Linked DNA regions of Mus musculus: region 2 is linked to region 1. Evidence: chromatin contacts called from public HiChIP or PLAC-seq data. All regions are on one chromosome and are shown on one strand. The core of a region is the stretch at or near the end of the contact, and the rest is flanking DNA. Distances in the headings are between cores, read along the strand shown.

Evidence for each region. HiChIP or PLAC-seq counts read pairs in DNA pulled down with a chosen protein or histone mark.
Region 2: an H3K27ac HiChIP or PLAC-seq map of bone marrow-derived dendritic cells shows a contact between it and region 1, with 4 times the contacts expected there. The contact joins two enhancer-like sites. A contact is called at or near these places in 4 of 39 promoter capture datasets (embryonic stem cells, hematopoietic stem and progenitor cells, liver and 1 more), 2 of 484 Hi-C or Micro-C datasets (both in bone marrow-derived macrophages) and 9 of 115 datasets of contacts at active chromatin or transcription factors (CD8 T cells, bone marrow-derived dendritic cells, craniofacial prominence and 6 more).

What each region holds. Positions count from the first base shown.
Region 1 is chr10:96,264,241-96,269,492 of GRCm38.p6, forward strand. No RefSeq gene overlaps it. Among named protein-coding and RNA genes, the nearest start is that of Gm40747, 8.0 kb to the left of the region's middle. Within about 2 kb of position 2,206, at least 41 of the 459 cell types and tissues checked have an H3K27ac peak or open chromatin away from gene starts, as enhancers often do. A contact at or near this core is called in bone marrow-derived dendritic cells, where this site is marked.
Region 2 is chr10:96,630,033-96,635,284 of GRCm38.p6, forward strand. No RefSeq gene overlaps it. Among named protein-coding and RNA genes, the nearest start is that of Btg1, 16 kb to the left of the region's middle. Within about 2 kb of position 3,084, at least 84 of the 459 cell types and tissues checked have an H3K27ac peak or open chromatin away from gene starts, as enhancers often do. A contact at or near this core is called in bone marrow-derived dendritic cells, where this site is marked.

The DNA.
Region 1 (5,252 bases), core at 956-3,455:
TGTGTGTCTCTGTCCCTGACTTCTCCCTCCCTCCCTCCCTCCCTCCCTCCCTCCCTCCCTCCCTCCCTCCCTCCCTCCCTTCCTTCCTCTTTCTCTCCCTCTCTCTTTCTCTCTCTCTGTGTCTTTGTGTCTTTGTATCTTACTATCTGTCTCTGTGTCTGTGTGTGTTTATCTGAGTCTCTCTGTATATCTTTCTCTGTCTCTCTGTCCCTCTGTCTCTCGGTGTCTGTTTCTCTCTCTTTTTCTCTCTCTCTAACAAAAATATTAACTCTCAGTCCCCAACCCTGCCAGCCGGTGAGCCCCACCCACTCCCACGCCTGACCTTCTTGCATCAAGACTTTCTAAGCAAAAAAAAAAAAAAAAAAAAAAAAAAAAAAAAAAAAAAAGACTTTCTAAGCAACCGGAACAGCTGCTGAGCACCAGGATTTTCATGCAGAGCCAGGAAACAGACAAGGCATAATTTTCTTGAGCCTTCCACCTCTGTAAGGTCCATAGAATGAGTGTTTTGATTCTGTGATGGAGGGAGAAGGGAGAGAGGAGAGGGCGGCTTCCTTTCCACTTTGTCTTTCTCTATCCTTAAAAAAACAAAAGGGAGTGTTCACTGGGGCATTGTAGGTGCTTGTTTTGCCCAGAACTTAAATATCAAAAATGACAACAATATAAACAAACAACCCTGCCCCCTACATTATTCAATGTGTGTGTGTGTGTGTGTGTGTGTGTGTGTGTGTGTGTGCATGCGCACGCTGTGCTGTGAGGTTGCTCAATTGAAGAGGCCAGGCTTTCTAGGGGAGACTGGGTGGCCCACTCAGCAGAGGACAATCTGGCTGGCCCTGTTCCAGCCGCACTGGGTAAACCAGCCAGTCAAGGGGACACTTGTGGCAGTTTGGAATTTTCAAGTGGGTAAAAATAATGATAAATCCTTCAAAGAATCAAGGAGGAGCCCCGAAACTCATTTAGCCCTCAGACAGAAACCCTAGAAAATGCCCCCAGCCACCACCTGACAGAGGTGCATGGAAAACTCCAGAGGCCTGTTGCCAACATGGGATTGTTTGATCTGCCTTGAAGGTGATCCTAGCTTGGTGCTTTTCAGACTGCATTCTGGAAACATCAGCCCTAAGGCCCAAGTCCCTTGCTTTACAGGTTTCCAACAGAGACTCCTTCTTTTGGAAGACCTTTTCTTTCGGAGGGGAGTGACAAACGAAGCCAGCATTGAGCCTGGCCTTCCAGGCTGTCTCTGTGCATAGGGATCTGGGAGATGCTGCTGCCATCTCCGCCTCTGTCACTTACAAAGACCCCTCTAATCCCAATTGCCTCACACAAAAAAGAGTGGAAAAACAGTCTACGGACTGGAAATAAAAAGGAATGCCCAAGGAGCAGCTGGCACCTTAACGCCCCCACAAGACACTAGCTGGTACATCACCATGAAACCCAATCACCCTTTCCCCAGTTACGATGGGGTTGGATTTAGTTCTGCAACAACAGAATGAAGTATATGTTTTAACAAATAAACATAATTTTGGCAGAAGTGTCAGCATCGTTAGCCAGGAAATTTTTTATATACTTATATCAATTCGACATACCCTCAAGTCCCCCAGCCACGGCCCGTCAGTGAGGGACACAAATGCTAAGAAAGGGAGCAAATGTTTATGAATGTATTAACTGCCCTACACACACACACACACACATACACACACACACACAAATACTTGTGCTTCTATATTATAACCAAATATTACTTCTTCTGATCAGCATTTTTGTATTTGTCTACCTTTTATGAAGTGTTGAGCAGTGCCTACTTGCTAGCCATGTTGAATTTAATCATCTTTTTCTGAACTCTTGTCTTTTGGGCACCTCGCCTTTTCTTAGCATACACTCATCCTGAAACTCCTGGGAAATCAAAGGCAGGTTAAGCAAAGAGCTGCGCTTAGAAGAGACCAGCTCTTCTTGAACTCTCCTGGCATCCTATTGGAGGATTCTTTGTGACCCAGGATGAGCTAGGAACAGAGCCAGTCTTTCTTAGTACCTTGGCCAGGCCATTGCTGGGGATTCTCAGCTGTTGTGTCCTGTCAAGAGCTGCGGTGTGGGGGTGGGGGATTTATTGGGAAATAATAGATTGTAGTTAATTCCGACAGCTCACGGAGTCACAAGGGGCCAGATACTTCTTCTAAGCGAGAGGTAGCTGTGAGAGAAGTGAGAAGAGGATGCTGAAGGTGGGGGAAAGAATTGCAGAAGTGAAAGGAAGAGTCCTGGAGAGTGGGACTGAGGGGGAATGGCACTGTGAAGAGGGAAAGTCCCAGAGAAAGAGCCCCTTCTCTTTCCACAAACCTGCTCGCCCTCCCCCACCTCCCCCTGGCTCACAGCCTCTCATAAAGGGAGTGCTTCCCTGGGCTGCTGAGTGTGATCACACTTAATTTCAAATAGCAAAGTCCATTTCGAGCCGTATTTTCACACTGGCGGGATGAATGTGAATAATAGCCACATTGAGGCTGGTTCTGAAATGGCTCGCCCAGCTGACACGAATGTGAAGTTTTCCAGTCGAGAATGTGTTTAATGGTTCAGAAACCACTTTTTGCTGACCCTCAAGTCACCTCCTGAGTTTTGTCAAGAGCTTCTTTTTGAGAAAGGATTATTATCTCCAGTTGTTGTCTCCTGGGTGCAACTCTTTCTCTCTCTGCTTGGATATTTCACTTCAGCCTGTGGTAAGCCTGGTCCAAGCCTCTGGCTTCTTCTGTTTGGCCAACACCTTGATTAAGAGCCTAACTTGATTTTCTCCGTCTTCCTAGTTCCTGACCAAGCCTTCTCTAGACTTCTTAGGGTTTGCTTCAGATTTCTAAATCTGAGTAATTTCTAAGTTTTTGACCCCTGTTTTCATTCCAGGGCCCTGTTGCCTGAAGAAGGCCAACTCCAGAGCTCAGTGGTGGCAGGGCAGTTACAGGATTCAATTCCTGGAGAAAATGACCCCCTACCTCCTATTCTGTGTCTTTAATAGAATCTCAGCTGACTCTCCAAATCTTGCTGTCTAGACTTTGTCCCATGCATGTTCCTAGAATAGATGGGAATGACCCTTATCGACTTAGAACAGTCGGGATCCATCCTCTGGCTTTGGAAAGTATATGAGATAGTTGTACCAAATCAGTATTTAATTAGGGAGGTGAAGGCAGTGGAAAGATGTCAGGAGTTGGCAAGGTTTGCAATGTTTCCCTTCCTGTCTGCCTTTTGATCTCCTCTATGCACTTGAATCCCAGATCACTAGTTTTGGCCAAGACCCCACCCAATCTTCAGCCAGGCTCACTTTCAACAGCACTAGCCTTGTCTTACGTATGCAACTGATTCTCATCTTGGTCTTACGCACACCGCTAATACTCATTTTTCCTTTCCTGTCATTCATTTCCCTCAGACATTTTCCTGGTTTTTCTATCTCTCTTCATGGTAGGACTCATCTCTTTACTTACAGTCTTCCTTACAGTCTCTGTTCCCTCGTTTTGTACTGAATTAGTCACTAAGTCCTTTTGGTTTCTCTGGCAGGAATTTCAACCGTCTTTTTTTCCTTCCTCTTTCCTGCTTTCACTCAGTTAAGAGTCTGTCCTCATGTGTGTCTCTTCCTCCATCATCTCCCCCTTAATCCACATGATAAACAAGACACCAAATTGGTCTCCCACAACCCTCTGAGTTACTGTTTTCTTCAGAGTCGTCATTCTTATTATCTCAGGATTTAGTACAAACCACGGTCTCCTCCATCAGATTAGAGTGAGCTTCCTCCATCAGATTCAACCTTCCTTCAGTGTTTTTCCCCACTTCCATTTTATATTATACCAGTGCTCTGCCAGTCATGATGTTCCATTTGTAACTTCTTAAAACCAATTTCAAAGATGATTATTGGCTTGATTCTAGTTTGCCACATGCTACCTGTGGGTCACGTGTTATCTTGCTCATTGCAGCCTCCTATTTTTTTGTTTTTTTGCTTTTTGTTTCGAGACAGGGTTTCTCTGTAAAGCCCTGGCTGTCCTGGAACTCACTTTGTAGACCAGGCTGGCCTTGAACTCAGAAATCCACCTGCCTCTGCCTCCCTAGTGCTGGGATTAAGGGCGTGCACCACCACGCCCGGCTATTTTTTTTTTTTGTTGTTGTTGTTGTTTAGTATATAAAATGTTACTTTGCTGAGCACTGTAGGGCACGGCTTTAATCCCAGCACACAGGAGGCAGAGGCAGGTGGATCTCTATCAATTCAAATGCAGCCTGGTCTATTTAGTGATTTCCAGGACTGTGGGGCTACCTACAAAATGTGACTTAGATTCACCACAAATTGGACCACATATGGGACATAGAAGGTTCTCAGAGAAAGTTCATAGTTGGAAGATGAGTGGAATCTCTTCACATTAAATCTTATAGAGCCCTCTGGAGCTCTATAAGCTACATGGTTGAAATTCTTAACCTATCTCTGAAGCGTTGTCTTTCGTTTCTTACCCTGCTCCGCGTGGACTCCATCATGCAGACGGAAGAGCCCCACTTCCTGATCATTGCCAGCCCTACCAAATATCCACATTTTCACATCCACTCTTGCTTGCAATAGGGGTCTTCTTTTGCTCCTGCCTTTTGCTCCTTTGGTATGCAAATTAAAAGTCTTGTCTTCTGTAGTCTTCCAGGACTCCTGACTCCCATAAAGAGGAGTTTTGTGCATGTTTACATTTTACTCTTGGCTGTGTTCCCGTTCAGAACCAGAGGTCTTTTCCCATTGTTCTCCCCACACATAGCTTAGGAGATGGCTAATACATCATGATACATTTGTCGTTATTCTGTAGATTTTAATACTGAGAGAACTAATGTCTCTGACATAATCCTTCAATCATCCAAGACACTCTTCAAATACAAACCAAGCTTCTAAGTGTGGTCTGTAGAGATCTACTGGGTATGGTTTTGAGCTTCACCTTGTAGATCTCTGTCCTATTCACTTTACTGTGCACATACCTGTGGTCTCCAGTCTCCCAAACTATCTAAACTCATATATGCCTCTAGGCCTTTTTATGGACTCCCTCACTAAAATAACTCTTTCCTTAGCTCTTCATATTTCTGGATTTTGGTGGATCGAGGGGAGTTTCTTTTCTAGATCACTCCTGGCCAATCTATCCAGAAAGATATCCCAACATCTTTCAGATGTACCTGATTGCTCTCAGAGAATCCATTTGTTTACCCCCCCCCCCCCATTTTCTTCTATGTTAACATCTACCACTTGAATGTTAATTGTCTTAGAAGAA
Region 2 (5,252 bases), core at 1,834-4,333, 370 kb after region 1:
TTTGTTGGGTGCATATGTTGATGCTGACGAGGGAGAGAGAGAGAGAGAGAGAGAGAGAGAGAGAGAGAGAGAGAGAATCAGTGGGTAACCTGAAGAACTGGGTCTCTCCTTCTACATCATGTGGGGTCTGGGAATTTAACTCAGGTTGTAAGGTCCCATCCTCTCTGAGCCATCTCCACACTCCACAGCCCCACCATTTGCTATTTCCCTTCTGCTGATCTAAAGACTCTCACCTACACGTTCCTAGGACCACAGCTAGCGCCAGCCTTCCTGTTTCCTACCTCCGCCTCCGTTGATCTGCTGACTGCCTGGAATGTGCTAACTATGGCTGCTTTCCCTCGTGACTCTCTCAGACTGGTAAGACCAGGTAGTTGTCATTATGGTCACTTGTACAGAATTATTTAACACCCCACCCTCCCTCTAGGTCAGCTAACCATGATCACTTCCTCAAGTATTGCTTGCTTTGCTCTCCTACCCCTCTCTTCTTCTCTATCAGTTGAGGGCTGGTTATATAGTCCAGGATGGCCTTGAACTAGTAACTGTCCTGCTTGAGCTTCGTTAGTGCTGAGAGTACAGATATGTGCCACCAAATCTGCTACCATCACATGATTTTTATTTTGTGTGTGTGTGTGTGTGTGTGATGTATGTATGGGCATGCATGAGCCACTGTGTGCACATGGAGGTCAGAAGACAGTTTACAGGAATACCTATTCCCCCTTTCCCCTTCTGTGTGAGGCAGGAGCCCTCTTGTTTGCTAGCCCTTGAGCTCCCACCACTTCCCCTGTCCCCCTTAGGAGTGCTTTGGAGCACTAAGTCTAGTTTTTCTATACTGGTTCTGGGGATCAAACTCCAGTCCTCCAGCTTTACCAGCAAGTGCTCCCCCCACCCCCTATGAGCCATCCCTCCTATCTAGGCCTTGCATTTCTCGTGTGTGATCTTATTCGATAGGACATTTTTAATGTCAAGGGTCTACTACTTAGACTGACTCTTTAGAAGATGCTAAAATTAGATTAAAGATTGTACATTTTAAAATATGTATCAAGGGCAGAGCATTTTTTTCTTTTATTGTCATTTGAAGATAACAACAACAACAACAATAATGCCCTCTGCTTTTAGAGAGGAATGTGAAGAATCAAGCAAAATGGCTGACGGGTCGGTTCTGGGACAAGGACATACAGAGTCGTATAGCACTGTGTGTGGTCCATACATTAAAGGCACTCAGGGCATTGTTGCTGGGGTAGGGGTGGGAACAGGTTGCTATTTTAAGTAAAAAGGTCAGGCATGACCTCCTTGAGAAGGTCACATTTGAGCAAGAAAGCTTGGCGACCAAAGGAACAGCTTTGGAGAGAGAATCTGGGGAAAGAAGATTCTGTTCAAGCGATTAATCGAATTCCATCCTCATTCCCGGGCTTGTGATCCCACATCTGGACCCTCTCTGTGATAGTGTCAGCTAACCTGCTTTCTGCCAGCCTTCCCTCCTGATCGTTGGTTTCTGCAGGAGTCAGCACATCTCTGATTACTGGAAAGCCTTAGCAGTAATTTTCCCCCCTAAGCCTTCCTTTCCACTTTGCAGAAAATTGCAAATCAAACCAGACAGCCTGATAAGATGAGGTAAACTTTAAAAAGTAATTCTGATTCCTTTAAAGTTCGACATCTGCAATAAATATGAAATGAGATTTACTGCTCGGGATAATGATACAAGCAAGGGAAGAAAACAAAAACCGTGTCTCGGTAACTGGAAAATTCAGTTATCCCAAGAAATCTGTTCTAGAGCATCCAGGATTACAGTAAAGGCTCTTGTTGTCATCTCAAGACCTTGGCATTCGTGTGTATGCGATAAGAGTAAGGGTACATCGCCTTCGTCATACAATAAATAATCTTGGAACACTTAGCTTCTCTTTCGTTTATTAGTGGCTATGTGTGTGTGTGTGTGTGTGTGTGTGAGTGCACATGCCACTGCAAGTATGCAGGTCAAAAGACAAATTTTGTGACCTTTTCTTCCACCTTCTATAGGTTCCAAAGATCAAACTCAGGTTGTCAGGAATCTTTACCCTCAGAGCTATCTCACCATAAAGCGCCTTCTTAAGTTACTGGCAGGGTCACATGGCCTATTGAGTTACAGAGTTTCAATGTTAAGATTTGTCTATGTGCATATTGTTTTATTCTTGGTTCTATTTTTTTCACGGTTAGAATTTTTTGTTTTGATTTAAAAAAAAAGATGTATTTCTATTTATGTGTATGCAAGTGTATCTATGCCACATGTACACCTTACCTTGAATAGGCCGGAAGAAGCAGTTTGCTCCCCTGGAGCTGGAATTATAGGAAGTGAGTTGTGAGTTGCCAGGTGGGTGTGTCATCTGAATTTGGGTCCTCTAGGAGAGCATCGGGCAGGCAGGCAGGCAGGCAGGCATCCTTCTTACCCTCAGCCACCTGTCTCTCCAGCCACCAGTGTGTTTTGCTTTTAAAACAGGGTGTCATGTATCCCAGGCTGGCCTTGAATTAACTGAGTAGCCAAGGACATGCTTGAACTTCTGACGATCCTGTCTCTACCCCACCACGGGCTGGGATTACAGTCACCTGCAACACTGCTAGTTTATGAGGGATTGGGGATAAGCGTAGGGGATAATGCTAGGCAGGCAGTCTAGCGTCTGACCTATGCTTGCTCCCAGCCTAGTAGTTGTTTGTTTGAGATGGGGATCTTTCTGCATATCCCTAGCAGTCCCGGAAAAACTCATTACCTGGCCTCCACCTCACAGAGCTCACCCTGCCTCTGCCTCTCGACTGCTGGGATTAAAGGCTTGCACATCCACCTCTGGCTCTTGTTTTTGTCTCTGAGGTCTTGTTACATAGCCCCGGGCTCATACCCCGCTTGCTTCAGTTTCCCAAGAGCTGGAACTTCAGGCATGAATAACCAGCTTTGGTCTGAAGATTTTAAAGTATTTCCGTGATTCATTCACTTGGTACTTTCTAAAATAGATTTCACCATGACTTCTGTCCTGGTTTCACTCCTTAGCCCAAGAAGTGAGATTCATCGTTCCTACCCACACTGGCTGGATTAGTTCTCTCTAGGTGGCCTTCCTTTGACTCCAGAGGGATGGCCTGAGCACTTGGTGTGTTGACATAGAGATTAAACCACTGTCGTGACTCTCGCCACCTCTGTGAAAGTCTGAAATGGAGGCAGAAAGATTTTCTGGATCTTACAAAAGGATCCCCTTTTAACATTTTCCAGTTTTGAAAATAGTTTTTTTTTTTTTAATGTATTCATTCTATGGTTTCATTTTCTGGTTTCTGATTGTGGTTTCCCCTCCCCCCACTCCTCCCAGTTCCTCCCAACCTCTCCTCTCCCCTGGATCCACACCAAAAGGATGCTTCTTAAAGTCGTAGATATTGACAGATAATTGCGACCACTTGACTAAGAATGAGATAAGGTTGTAGAGAAAGAGAGAAAGGAAGAAAGAATGGGAGGGAGATAACACTAAATATTGGTAGTCATGGTATTTAGATTACATGCAGAATCAGAAATTTTACCCACATGAACATTTACCAAAGGTGACAGGAGACCTGTATTTATCTGGGGGCATGGGTATTTGAGTATATGCTTAAATCCCCAAATCTGTTCTCATAAACACTGTGCAATTATCTAAAAATTTGCTTCAACACCAGTATGTGTGTTTGCCTAATGATAACAGGCCCACAACCAAAATTCCCCAATGTTAAATTTGGCAACACAAGAAAAATAACCATGTTAATTTGAACCTTAGCACCATGGATACCGGCGGTGATTACGGCCTGGTGAACCTGCTAATATTTGCTTCCACAGTCTGTGTTATGTCTCCCAGAAGGTTTCCCAGATGCTTCACTGTGTCTCAAAAGTTGATTCTCTTGATCAAAATGCTGGCCAGGATCCTCAGGCTATGAGAAGTGTTTTTGCCCTTGGTTTTCCTGGGAAATGTCCTGCCTCCATTTCACTGTTTTCCCCTTCTTCCCGCCCACTCAAGCTGAACTTCTCTAGTTAGGAGAATACTCTGCTGTAGAATGAAAGAGAAACACGCCTAAATGTGTGGTTGGGCAGAGTTATTTTTAAATTTAAATCTAGCATAACACTGTTATACAGTAAACTCCTGGTAAAGCTAATTGAAATGGAACTACTTAGTTGGCTATTTCACAGTTCAAGATTTCGGAGTGTTTGGGTGAAAATATTATCTAAGTGTGTGGAGTGTGTAGGCCTTTGCCTACATTTATGTTTATAATTTTCAATGACGATTTTATTTCACTAGAAATTTATTTCGAGGGTTCGGGGGTGGGGGTGGCTATAGGTGTTTGCTGGAGGGTAGGGTGAGTACAGTTAGCATTGGAAAGACTATGTAAGGGCAGGGAGATGGTTTGGAAGGTTGAGGTGCCTGCTGCCAAGCCTAATGACCTGAGTTCAATTCCAGGGGCCCACAGTGGCAAAAGAGAACCCACTCAAAAGTGTGCATCTGACCTCAACATGTGCACTGTGGCTCAACACACACACACACACACACACACACACACACACACACACACACAGTGTGCAACGACATGTGGTGGGTGCCACAGAGCACATGAGGAGATCAGAGGACAACTTCTGACAGTTGGTTCTCTCTTCTTTGATGATGTGGAATCTAGAGATCGGAATCAGGTTATTGGGTCAGGAGGCAAACACCTTGACCCACCAAACCATCTCACTAGCTCTACTTATTTTTAAGGCAGAATCCCCATGTATAGGCCAGGATGGCCCAGAATTCCTGATCTTCCTGGCTCTGTGGCCCATGTGCTGGGGTTCCAAGTGTGCTCCACATCTTCCTGCAGTGTGATGAGAGGTGAGAGCAAGGATGTGTGTTTTGCAGTACACAATACCACGAAGCCTCCACAGCTACTAACTGTTCTCCTATCCTATCTGTGGTGCTGAAGTAATGATTTTCTGTTTACACACCTCAATGTCTCTTCATTTTTAGTCTTTGCTTTCTTGTTTTTGATTTAAAATTTTGGTTTGGTTTGGTTTGGTTTGGTTTGGTTTCCAGTTTGAATCTCTACCCTACTTCCCTCCCCTTCTCCCACGTAAAACAAGGTTTTGCTGGACTCGTTTGGCTGGGCTGGAACTTACAGTGTAGAACAGGCTGGCCTCCGGGTGATCTCTGGTATCCTGGGATTAGGATGTATGTCATACCACCGCACCCTTCCTTCTTGCTTGTGTGTGTGTCTGTGTGTCTGTGTAGAGCCCTGGGGTT